3 separate regions of the Mus musculus genome follow, and regions 1 and 2 are each linked to region 3. Evidence: chromatin contacts called from public Hi-C and HiChIP or PLAC-seq data. All regions are on one chromosome and are shown on one strand. Each heading gives the region's core, a stretch centred on a gene start, on an enhancer-like site or on the middle of the called end of the contact. The rest is flanking DNA. Distances are from core to core; before and after follow the strand shown. Region 1 overlaps Phactr2 (phosphatase and actin regulator 2). Region 2 has its middle 69 kb from the start of Gm51759. Region 3 overlaps Aig1 (androgen-induced 1).

Region 1 (3,775 bases), core at 1,168-3,667, 390 kb before region 3:
AAAATGTAGACATGCAGAGATTTTCCAGATTTACTGTGCACATACCAGGAAGGTCTGGAAATCGATAACTAGGCTGAGAGACTTTTGAGATGGAATGTGTGATACTGGGAATAGACTAAACTGTGCCATACTCGCAAATCATTCCCAGGCTTGTGGGCCTCGTATCAGCAATGTTTATTTCTCAGTTGCACCAGGTATATTGTGGGCCAGATTACTCCCCAAGGAAATTGTCTTTATGCGGTATCAGAGTCAGGCCAACAGACACTCTATTCATGTACAGATGTCCTGTCCTAACCCTGTGACCTCTTCAGGTGATAAGGAAAGCCAGAATTACACATGAGCTTTTGGTTATCACAGCCACTTAGAAACACAGCTTTCCATTCCAGCCCACTGGCAGAATGAATTACACAGCCTCACTAAGCTGCTAGAGAGGCGGGAAAGTGGGATCCTTTCTCACGGACACAGATGTGCGCTAGATGGTCCTATTAGGAAGGGGTTGGGAGGATTAGGACAGAGGCAAACATTCTCTAGGGAGAAAGGCAGCTGATGGAAATATAGAAAGTAGCAACACAGGCAGACCTGGCAAGGATCACCTCTGCAGCACAAGGCATTCCCGAAATCCAAAATGAGCACTAGGATGCTGTAGTGACTTTCAGATAAGGATAAATAAGCACCAAGCTTGTAGTTGCAGTTCTTGTCTGCTTATAGCAGAGTTCGGGGTGCCAAACATCTACTGGACTCTTATACAGTGCAAGGAACATGCCAGGCTTGAGGTATAGCCACTCTTTAAAAAATGAGAATACAAAAGCACGTCAAATATGGAAAAATAGTATCTGAAAATACAGAAACATGCCAGTTTTCATAGCTGTCTGTGCTTAACAGCTTAAACACAGGAGAGAGGGAGAGGGAAAGAGATTTCCTTCCCAAACATAGCCGCACAGCTCTGCGCCAGGTCCCTCTTACCCAGCTGGAGGCTACAGCCAGACTGAGCCAGCAGCAGGTTCTCCATCTATGTCCAGGCTCCAGGCTGCCTGGGAGCTTTAGGAGAACAAGGTGACCGATCCCCACAATTGCCATAGCCTCGAGGTACAGGCGCCGAGATTGTATGACTCGATACTAAGTCCAGCCTATTAGAAAGGGCTCTACAACTCACTGATTCTCTTGACTTTGGTCACGGTTCCACGATATAAAACATCTTAGACCCCATTTAACAGAGGTAAAAATGAGCCAACCTTCCTTCGAGTTGGCACGGGACCTAGAACCAGCATCTGAACTCTGAGCGTCCCATTCACTACCCAGGATCTTTTGTGAGACTGACCAAGAAGGAAGTACTCAGGTACCCTGGCTCTTTGAAAGTCATAATAAAGGGAAGTACACAACAACAGAAAAGAAGTGTTTAAGATATAAAGAGAAAGAGGGCCAGGAATATGACTCAGGATAGAACATTTACCTAGGAGCTGTGAAGCCAGAATTTCAATTCTTAGCACACTGAAAACAAAAAGCCATCTTTCAGGTTGGAGAGACAGCTGGGTGGGGTGAAATATTTATATGCAACCGTGATGACCTGAGTTCAAATCACTAACACCTGTGTAAAATCAAGGCTTGAAGGAACACAAGCACAGTGCTGAGGTGACAGAAAGAGGCAGAGCCCAGGGTCTCAGTGGCTCCCAGCCTCACTGAAATACAGAGCTTCAGTCAGGTTCAATTAGAGATCTCATCTCTAAATCAACACAGAAAGCCAGCAAGGAGTACATCTGATCATGACCCCCTGTCTTTACCTGCCCATGCACACGTATGGTGTGTGGACCTGCACACACACACACACACACACACACACACACACGAGAGAGAGAGAGAGAGAGAGAGAGAGAGAGAGAGAGAGAGAGAGAGAGAGATGCAACTTCATGATTGCTATTATGCAAAGTATGCATAGTAGCTATTTTCAAGTTTTCCCTGTGATACTGAACGAGCAGTGTGGGGTGGTGGTGGTGGTGGTGGTGGTGGTGGCTAGGACCTTTCTAAATGTGAGCGCTGCAGCCTCCTCAATCTCTTCAAAGCCCCATTCCTCTCACTGCCCCCAGCCCCACCCCTCAGCTCCAAGAGTATTCAGAACTCTGGTATGCCCGAGCCACATGCTGATAGATCAAAAGTTGAACTCAGCCAACCATGAAGAGGAAAGTTCACACTTCACCTCACCAATTTGTGCGTCCTGGCAAGGTTTGAGGGAACCAGCAGAGGGAAGCCCCACCTGAAGCAAACGACCATTTGAAAATCTAAGACCAAAGCTAGAAACAGTAGGAGCTGTGAGAAGAAGTATGGATGCTTTTCACTCTCAATAGGGAAACTGAAGATAGAGGGAAGCCAGAATTGTGCCCGGTATGTAGACCTCTGTGGTGTTCATAAACAAACACCCCGAAACCACAACTGCTGCTTTCAGAATGACTCCAGGGACTTGAGGACCGGAATTACTCCACAGTGGTGCACAGAGCTAGAGGATTTGAGAAGAGAAAGTGCTAGTGTGACAGGAACAAAAGCCAGTCAAGTAAAGAGGCGACATGGTCACCATGGGAGGGAGGAGAGACAGAACAGAGTGCCTGGCTGCTCTGATGGTTCAGGTTGTCCACAAAACATAACGTAGAATCACCTGAGAACAGAGTCTCGACAAGGGACTGGCTAGATCCCGTTAGCCTTCCAGGATGCCGGTGAGGAATAATCTTAATCGGGAATAACTAAGGTAGGAGGACCTGCCCACCGAGGGTGGCGTTATTCCCCAGGCAGGAAATCCTGAAGTCTAAGGGTGACAAAAGCGAGCTGAGAATCACTTCTATTCCTGCCCACGTTCCTGCTGCCTGCAACTTCAGCCTCCTAGCTATGATGGACCCTAACCTGGAGTCATGAGCCACAAGACATCTTTTCTACCCTTAAGCTGTGTTTGTTGGGATATTTTGTCAAAACAACAGAAAAGAAATGAAGACTGTGGCTAAAAGCTTAAGAGTGATAATCCAAGGACACATAAGGAGATTTGGGTTCTGTCCAACCATTCCTGAGACAACTGGGAAATTTGAATACTGAATCTGCAATGGGTTCTTGTTCAAGTTTCTAGTACTATCATGGCATTATGGCTCTGTTTTCTAAAAAGAATCCTTATAGTATTAAACTATTTACAGGAAAGTCTATATGATGTCTGGAATTTGCTTTGTGAGATACCAAAATGGGGGAGGGGAACCTAATGAGTCTAAAAGAGAAATCTTGGACCACAAGTTGGGAACAACTGAAGCACTGAGAGTAGACACTTGAAGGATCATTCTAGAATTCTATCTACTTTGGGTTATTTTCAATACTAGAAACTAAGTTTAAAAATAAAAGTCTGAAGTGTTTGGGGTGTAACTATAGTTTCTGCCACATTCACATCCTTTCCTTTTCTCGGCTTCTAGAAACAGTGCTGTTCCACATCCCTTACTCAGGGAACCACCCCAGTTCATTTGGTTTTCTTGGGTGACACCAGAGTTTCCATCCAATGAGCCATGTGATCTAACCACAGCCACCATAGTCCTTCTGTGGGATTTCATGTGGGAGCCCTACAAAAGAGAAGTTCTCTGGGATGCCTCAATAAGATGGCTGGGATCTGGAGACACCCAGAGCTGGGGGACTGAGGAAAAAGGTAGGGTGGGGACAGGAGAAGGCTTACAATGAGGTGATAATAATGTCCAACTGAGTTCCTGAATCCCTTGTCCAGCTTTACCCTGTCCTATGAAAGGAGACCACTAAGTTCCCT
Region 2 (3,990 bases), core at 1,300-3,799, 360 kb after region 3:
CTGGATTTCAGCTTTCCTGCTCACAGTATTACAACTAAAATTTCCCTTCCATCATGAATTCTTGTGGACCAGCCGTAGTGCGACTTATCCTGGGGAGGTGGGAACACATGGGAATTCACTCCACACAGGGATGATAGACAGAAGGAATGATTCCACTCAAGCATGGTTTAGGAAACCAGTAATTTATTGAAGTTGCTCACAGAATCATAGAGAGGGAGCTCCGGATGGGGGCATTGATGACTGAAAGGCATTATCAAAAGCCTCCCCTTAGTGTGAACAATGACAAACGGGAGACATTTCGAGAACTCCCAGCAAGACACATGGGCATCTCCTCTTTCCTGAATTTTTACTACTTTTATAAGACTGGAGAGAGGCTTTAGGGATCCTGTGAGTTTCAGGAACTTCCTTAGACATACGCTTTTCTTACCTAAGTCTTAAGGAGCCTTCTTCTAGAAGAAAATGTTTTAATTAGGAGGAAATAGCCACACAGCATCACTTCTCTAAGGCCCTCCTCTTGTGTTATCCAGCTTTCCACTGTTGTATCAAATACTTAAGGTAATTAACTTATAAAGAGAAAAGGCTTATTTGGGGTCAAGATGTTGGAGGTTTCAGCCCATGACTATTTAGCTCCATTTCTTTTGGACATATGGCAAGGAAGCATATGGGTACCTTGCTTAAAGTACAAGCTGCTCATTTTCTGGCTAGAAAATCAAAGAGTGAAAGAGGAAAGGATTTGGACGTCACAGCCTCCTTTAAGAGCACCCCATCATAATGTAAAGACTTTCTGCTGGGCCTTTCCTTCTAACCACTCTGCATCCCGCTATTCCTACACCTTTACCCCATGAACGTTGGGGAAGTTTTCCAATTCCAAACTGCAGTGTCTTTATTTGTATGGACTTGTCTATACATGTCCCCTAGATAGTTACACACACACGCACATGCACACGCACACACACAGCCTTTTCCTCTTTTCTCTAGTAAATATGAAAAACCAACCAACCAACCAAACAAAGAACAGCAATGACAACCACAAAATGCAGAACACCATAATAGAACAGATGCTGGTAGGGCTGTGGGTGGCACATCAGGTGCCCCTTACTTTTATATCTGCTTACTTTCTCACCACTGCTACATCAAAACACACCAAGCTCAATGGAGCCTCAAAGTTTCTGATCTGAAGGTTTTCCAGGCTATAAGCTGCAAAATTCAAGTCCCACTACAGGAATAACCAATCAAAGTATAGCCTCAGAATAGCTGGTCCATGTGTGATGGAAACTCAAAACTTTTCTTTTGCTCTTTCTCTCTATTGCTTGCCAGGGACCTGTAACAGGCTTACTGGAAACTGTCCCTTGTTCTAAAAAGAAAACCCATCAGGACTCATGAAAGCCACTAGCGTCTGCACAGAGAGGACCAGGGTACCATACAGAGAAGGAAATGACCAGAGGCCAGGGTCAACAACTGGGGAACAGGAGTTGAGGGGAGTCTCTGTCCTCTGGCTGCTTGGCAGGGCCCTGCTTTCCAAGGCCTTGGCCAGGGCAACCCAGTTTATTTTCGGTTAATCTGGGTATGCCCTAATTTATTACTGGAGCCTCAAATTTGCATGTCTACTTTAAGAGACCCTAACAAGTACACATAATAAAATGTTAATTTATGCCTTCTGTGAGGATTGGGATCTAGCGTGGCTTTGACGCAACTGCAAAGCAGAACAAATCTGGAAACTCTGGCAGGCAGGCAGGATGGTGGGGGAGGGACTGCGCGCTTCTCTGGGTTTTAGAAGGGCAGCTGCTGGAGGAGGCTGGGAAAGTATCCTGGCGTTCCCCTCCATGTACAACCCAAGGGGGCTTTCTACAATAGTCCAGGGTGGCCCTTTTGTCTCAGACCCCTGACTAAACACAATATCAAAATATCACCAAGCATAAAGCAGGCCGGTTGGTAAATACTTGGTGGATTGATTCATAATACTGGGAATGTCTTGAGCACAGACATTTCCTTCCGCGGTTCTGGAACTGTCAGGTCTTGCTTAGCTGCTCCTAAGCTCCACGCCCAGCTTCTCTCTGAAGAAAGCAGCCCACGCTTGCATTCGTGCGGCATTTATGGAAGCTGCGAACAGCCACTCCCGCAAAGGATCGCTGGATTCCTCAGACATTACCCAGTGCAGGCTGTCCTGGGAGATCTTTCACATCAGTTGTGATCTCCTCAGGTACCATCCCCATGGCTGACACTCTAGAGCAGTGTTTCTCAATAGTCCCTCCTGTGTGGTTACCCTCAGCCATAAAACTATTTTTGTTGCTACATTATAACCGTAAATTTGCTATGTTATTGATGATAAGGTAAATATTTGTGTTTTCTGATGGTCCCTTGAAACAGTCATTTGACCCTCAAAGAGATGACGACCCACACAGGCTGAGAACCGCTGCTCTAGCGTCTCTTAAACTGGTCCTCTTATTCAGAACCATACTATTTATTTACATCTCCTCATTATACTGACCTTGGGAGGATTTCAGGATTAAAATATACCAGCAGACTTCTGGTAGGTTTATGTAACCAACTTCTGGCGCTCCTGCCAAATCTATGATACCACATTCCTCCAAGAACCACTCCTTTCTCCACAAACGGAACCCCAAGTAAGCAGCCATCACCCAACCACCACGGCCATGGATTGTATCAGGGGCCCTTGGCCCTCATCGGGTGAGCACTATCTTCCTCTTAGGAATTTATAACTAGGTTTAAGAAAGTTGAGTAGACATTAGTATCTGGGTCAGGCATGGAGTTTGGAGGTACAGAGGACATTTGCTAAGAGAATCAAGACAAGCCAGGATATGGAGTAAAAAAAGAAAAATAAAGTAAAATAGAATCTGCATAGATTTGGGTATCCTTCATGCTGCTGGGTTCTGAAGGTGACTCAATATTCTTTCCAATAATTTCCTATTCGTCGACTGGGCTTATTTGACTGGATTTCCGGTACTTGCTTGCAAAGGGACTTTCAAAAGACATTACTTTTTATGATAGAGTTCTGTTGCTGTAATCAGGACTGCATCCCTCACTGAATTGTCGCCCTCTATAGGATTGACTGCCCAACTTCCAGTGGCTTATGACACCAGTATCATAATCCACACTTAGACTCAGGGTGCTCTACAAACTGTTCATCTAACCCAGGTCATTTTCTCTGTCTCTTCCATATAGCCCCGTTTTTTGAGTCAGTCTATCTGTCTCTCTGTCCTTCTCACTCTCTCACCCTCTTCCTCTGCCGCACCTCTGTATTCAGAGGTCATCCTCTAGTGTTATTTCTGGGCAGCTCATCTTGATTTTGTGGTAGGCCAACACTGGACTGGAACGCACAATAGTTAAATCTGGCTGTCTACTGAGCCTCAGCTTCTTGTCCTACTGAGCCTTGTCATCAGTACTGTGACCACAAGTATATATCATGCTGTTCTTTTCACATTGGTCTGGGGACAGAAGTCCTATCTGCATGTTTTCGAGGTGAGCACTTTCCCAACTGAGCTATCTCCCTTGCTCCTGTCCTCCTTGTCTTAGTCAGGGTTTCTATTCCTGCACAAACATCATAACCAAGAAGCACTTGGGGGAGGAAAGTATTTATTCTGCTTACACTTCCATACTGCTGTTCATCACCAAGGAAGTCAGGACTGGAACTCAAGCAGGTCAGAAAGCAGGAGCTGATGCAGAAGCCATGGAGGGATGCTCTTTACTGGCTTCTTCTCCTGGCTTGCTCAGCTTGCTCTCTTATAAAACCCAAGACTACCAGCCCAGAGATGGTCCTACCCACAAGGGGCCTTTCCCCCTTGATCACTAATTGAGAAAATGCCTTACAGTTGGATCTCATGGAGGCATTTCCTCAACTGAAGCTCCTTTCTCTGTGATAACTCCAGCTGTGTCAGGTTGACACAGAACTAGTCAGTGCACTCCTCTTTAGAGCTCTCTAAACCTTATTTCCCTGTGTCACTGCCTGGGTTGGAATGGTCTTTCCTTTCT
Region 3 (3,416 bases), core at 223-2,722:
ACTAAGACAGTGAGGTATAAAAAGTTGGGAGACAGATGAGGAGGAGTTGGAAGGAGCATGAGGGCACATATAATCAAAATATCTAAATGCAATTCTCAGAGATAAGATTTTAAAGTATGCTACCTTAAAAGACCTGCCATCAGTCTGCCAAAACAGGGAATTTGAATAAATGATTCAAAATGAAAAGAAAACAAAAACAAAACAAAAAACAAAAAAAAGGACTCCACTACTTTCATTTTCATTCTTCTTAAGACATTCTTTTCCCTCCCCATTCTCTCTCTCTCTCTCTCTCTCTCTCTCTCTCTCTCTCTCACACACACACACACACACACACACACACATCCCTACATAGACTCAACAGGAAAATTTTTAATTATCTAAGTGGGGTAGGTATTATTTCACAGTTCACATTTGAGGTCTGTTTCTACTCACTGATGAGGTTTAGAAAATGCCAGGGGGGGGGGGGCAGATGAATGAGCCAAATGCAGGGAGACTGTCCTGTGTGTTCTAATCACTTGGACTTAGGCATTTGTCTGCCACAGGAGTGAGAGCTGGCGACAAAGAATTCAATTAATTAAACAGAAAAATCCACCCTGATTTGGAACAAATTTCTATTTTAGATGCTGAATTAAATGGCTAACTTAGGTTATTAGTACTTATGAAATCAAATCTTTCCACAGTACTGTAGAGGTGCTATGACCACTGTATACTACAGTTACCCGTTTTACTGTTCCCAAATCAATTACAAATGGAATCATTCACAACGGCCACACTTTCCTTGGGCCAGAGCATGGTGGGTGAGAACCAGGAAATAGAACAAACCAATAATTTGTCAATTTCCTGAACTAGGGTCAAAGTTGTGGATGTTGAGTGCAACCGGGCAGCATACCAAGACATAGCTAAACAAAACTTTAGAAGGGGCAGGAATATGATCCCTGGGTCCAATCTTACCTACTTTACACCAAAGGTAGATTAAGAAGTCTTCTGACTTCTTCAAGTGGAAATAATTTGCTAATGACCTATTTTTAAGCGATACAATTCTCCTTACCTTATAGAACTTGGCAAATACTTGAGCGAGGGGAAAAGGCATTCCCACATTGGCAGTGGGAAGTCTGTAGAAGTTTTGTATATGGTCCCTCACTTGAGCACAGAATAAGGCGATGAAAGTTCCTAGAAACATCTGTTTCCAGCTGTGAGCTCAGCCTCATAGCACACATGTTGTTAGCAGCGTAGGCTTTGGGGAGCTCCCTCAAACCCTGCTATTACTAGTCAACCAAAGCAGTAGTCATGCTCCAGTTTTACTCAGAATTTAAACTGGTTTCAGTTTCCATGACTTCCAGTCTATTGTTGCTGTATAAATAGCCAGAGCGGGCGCTTCGAAGATTGCCACAAGTGGAAATGAAGCAGAAGTGTGCAAAGCATCAGGTTCTGATCACCAGAGATGAGTCAGAGAACAACTCTATGCTTAGGGAATTTCTCAAGTCATATCGTAAGACTAAAGATGTCTGGATCTCTGTCAGCTCCCTGTCAGCCCTCACAGAGTGTGGGCGAGGCATTGATGACCACACCAGGGAGTGCTATTCTCTGTGACTGTTGGTCAACATCCAGTGTCCTGTGTGACCAATACCAGGGAGGATTCAAATGAGAGCTGCAATGAGATAGCATTTTCTCATCAAAATAGAGATACAAATAATTCTAACTCAGCCAGAAAGCTCATTGTGGGAATGCAACTCAGACAAACACTGTGAATAACAACAGAGATGTAATAGTGTAGAGATTGCCGTGCTCTCTTGATCTGGTGACTCAGTTTCCTAACAGCAGCGGTTCTCAACTTGTGGGTTGACACCCCACTGGGAATCAAATGACCCCTTCATGGAGGTCGCCTAGAACCACCGAAAAACACAGATATTTACACTATGACTCACGACAATAGCAAAGTTACAGTTATGAAGCAACACGACACACAATTTTATGATTGGGGGCTCACCCACCGTATTAAAGAGACACAGCATAGAAAGGCCGAGAAGCACTGCCCTAAAGAAACCTCGGTATGTGAGAAAGTCAGCGTCAGCTCGCACTGCTTTACCAGAGTTGAAGCAATGACATGTTGTTGTTGTTGTTTTTAAATAGTGGACTGAATAAACTATGCTCGACTTATGCAAGAAAACTCTCACCTCATAACAAAAAGGTTTCAATCTTTGCAACAAAAAAATAGTGAACTAAAAACAGAGGCAGGAAATGGCATATTTTGACACTATTAAAATAAATCATGAAACAAATATAAGGACATGGTACGGGCACGTGCAGTGAGCAGGAAGAAACACCCAGAGATCAATAACACTGAATTCAGACTGGAGGGCTGGCTTGGCCTTGAGACAATTTGCTGCCTGTCTACTCCTGAGGATCTGACGCCCTCTCTGGTCTCTGGGAGCACACACATGTGGTGTACACTCGAACAGGCACACACAAATAAAACTACATAAACAGCACTAAACTCAAGTACTTCTGGAAAAGAAGAGGCCATAAGAGGAACATAGGCGCTCCAGTTGTGTTGATAATATTTAACTTTCATAACTGATCACTGAGTAGGTTGAAACTCTATTATTTTCTCTATTGTGTTTCAGTTCATCTTTTTTCGTATCCTATGCTACTATTTCAATCCTTTCCCTGTAACTCAGCCCCTCTAATTTTAAGGGCCGGGTAATCAGTGCAGGGTTGGGTGAGCTCAAAAAACCTAGTGGTGCACTATGTGCAAAAATCCGACAGCATCATTTTTTTTTCTACAGGAAAAGAAAATAGAAATTTGGCTTGGTGCCAATGAAGCGTAAGTATCTGGAACTCACTCGTGTGTTTTATGTAACCCACAGAATAAGGAAATTCACCCGGGAGACAGGCGCAAGGAAGAAGGCCTAATTTAGATTTCCATCATACTTTCCATGCAGGAATTCGCTACTATTCTTCATGTAAAAGCTCTAGGATACAGTCAATGGTACACTTGGTGCCTTCAATTGATGAACTAACATAAAATATTTGGATTTTCATGTAAATATATGAGTCAGTCTTTTTCAGATACAGATGTGAAGGCTCTTATAACTATTAGTTACATAGATGAAGCATACCTTACTTACTCATATGAGAAATTCTCAGTCACAGTGAGAAAAATCTGAGCGTCACCATGGCACAGTGGGTAGTGACACCGTACGTGACGTCATCTGATGGGTCAATGTCAAAATGCAAATCTGCAGCATCATTTCTAAATCTAAAACCCTTCATCTGCGATACGTAAATGGTGTTTTATGAGCCAATCAATTAAGAATATTGTATAAGATTACTTTCCAAATAAGTGTACAAGGCACACAAAAACTGGATTTTGTGTTAGACATCCCATCCTCAGGCCAGGGGATTGTATGCACATT

The links. Hi-C and Micro-C count contacts between places; a contact is called where the count stands out from the background. HiChIP or PLAC-seq counts read pairs in DNA pulled down with a chosen protein or histone mark.
Region 1: a Hi-C map of Th1 cells shows a contact between it and region 3, with 3 times the contacts expected there. The contact joins two enhancer-like sites.
Region 2: a contact with region 3 is called in an H3K27ac HiChIP or PLAC-seq map of regulatory T cells, with 5 times the contacts expected there. The contact joins two enhancer-like sites. A contact is called at or near these places in 1 of 15 datasets of contacts at CTCF or cohesin (pro-B cells), 7 of 484 Hi-C or Micro-C datasets (the C2C12 cell line, adipose-derived mesenchymal stem cells, bone marrow-derived macrophages and 3 more), 3 of 115 datasets of contacts at active chromatin or transcription factors (CD8 T cells, fibro-adipogenic progenitors and regulatory T cells) and 1 of 9 other capture datasets (liver).

Annotation. Positions count from the first base shown.
Region 1 is chr10:13,436,179-13,439,953 of GRCm38.p6, forward strand. The region is part of intron 1 of Phactr2 (phosphatase and actin regulator 2); the gene reads right to left. Among named protein-coding and RNA genes, the nearest start is that of Phactr2, 36 kb to the right of the region's middle. Within about 2 kb of position 2,418, at least 69 of the 459 cell types and tissues checked have an H3K27ac peak or open chromatin away from gene starts, as enhancers often do. A contact at or near this core is called in Th1 cells, where this site is marked.
Region 2 is chr10:14,194,407-14,198,396 of GRCm38.p6, forward strand. No RefSeq gene overlaps it. Among named protein-coding and RNA genes, the nearest start is that of Gm51759, 69 kb to the left of the region's middle. Within about 2 kb of position 2,550, at least 47 of the 459 cell types and tissues checked have an H3K27ac peak or open chromatin away from gene starts, as enhancers often do. A contact at or near this core is called in cortical neurons, muscle stem cells and regulatory T cells, where this site is marked.
Region 3 is chr10:13,831,414-13,834,829 of GRCm38.p6, forward strand. The region is part of intron 1 of Aig1 (androgen-induced 1); the gene reads right to left. Among named protein-coding and RNA genes, the nearest start is that of Aig1, 36 kb to the right of the region's middle. Within about 2 kb of position 1,473, at least 108 of the 459 cell types and tissues checked have an H3K27ac peak or open chromatin away from gene starts, as enhancers often do. A contact at or near this core is called in Th1 cells, cortical neurons, muscle stem cells and 1 more, where this site is marked.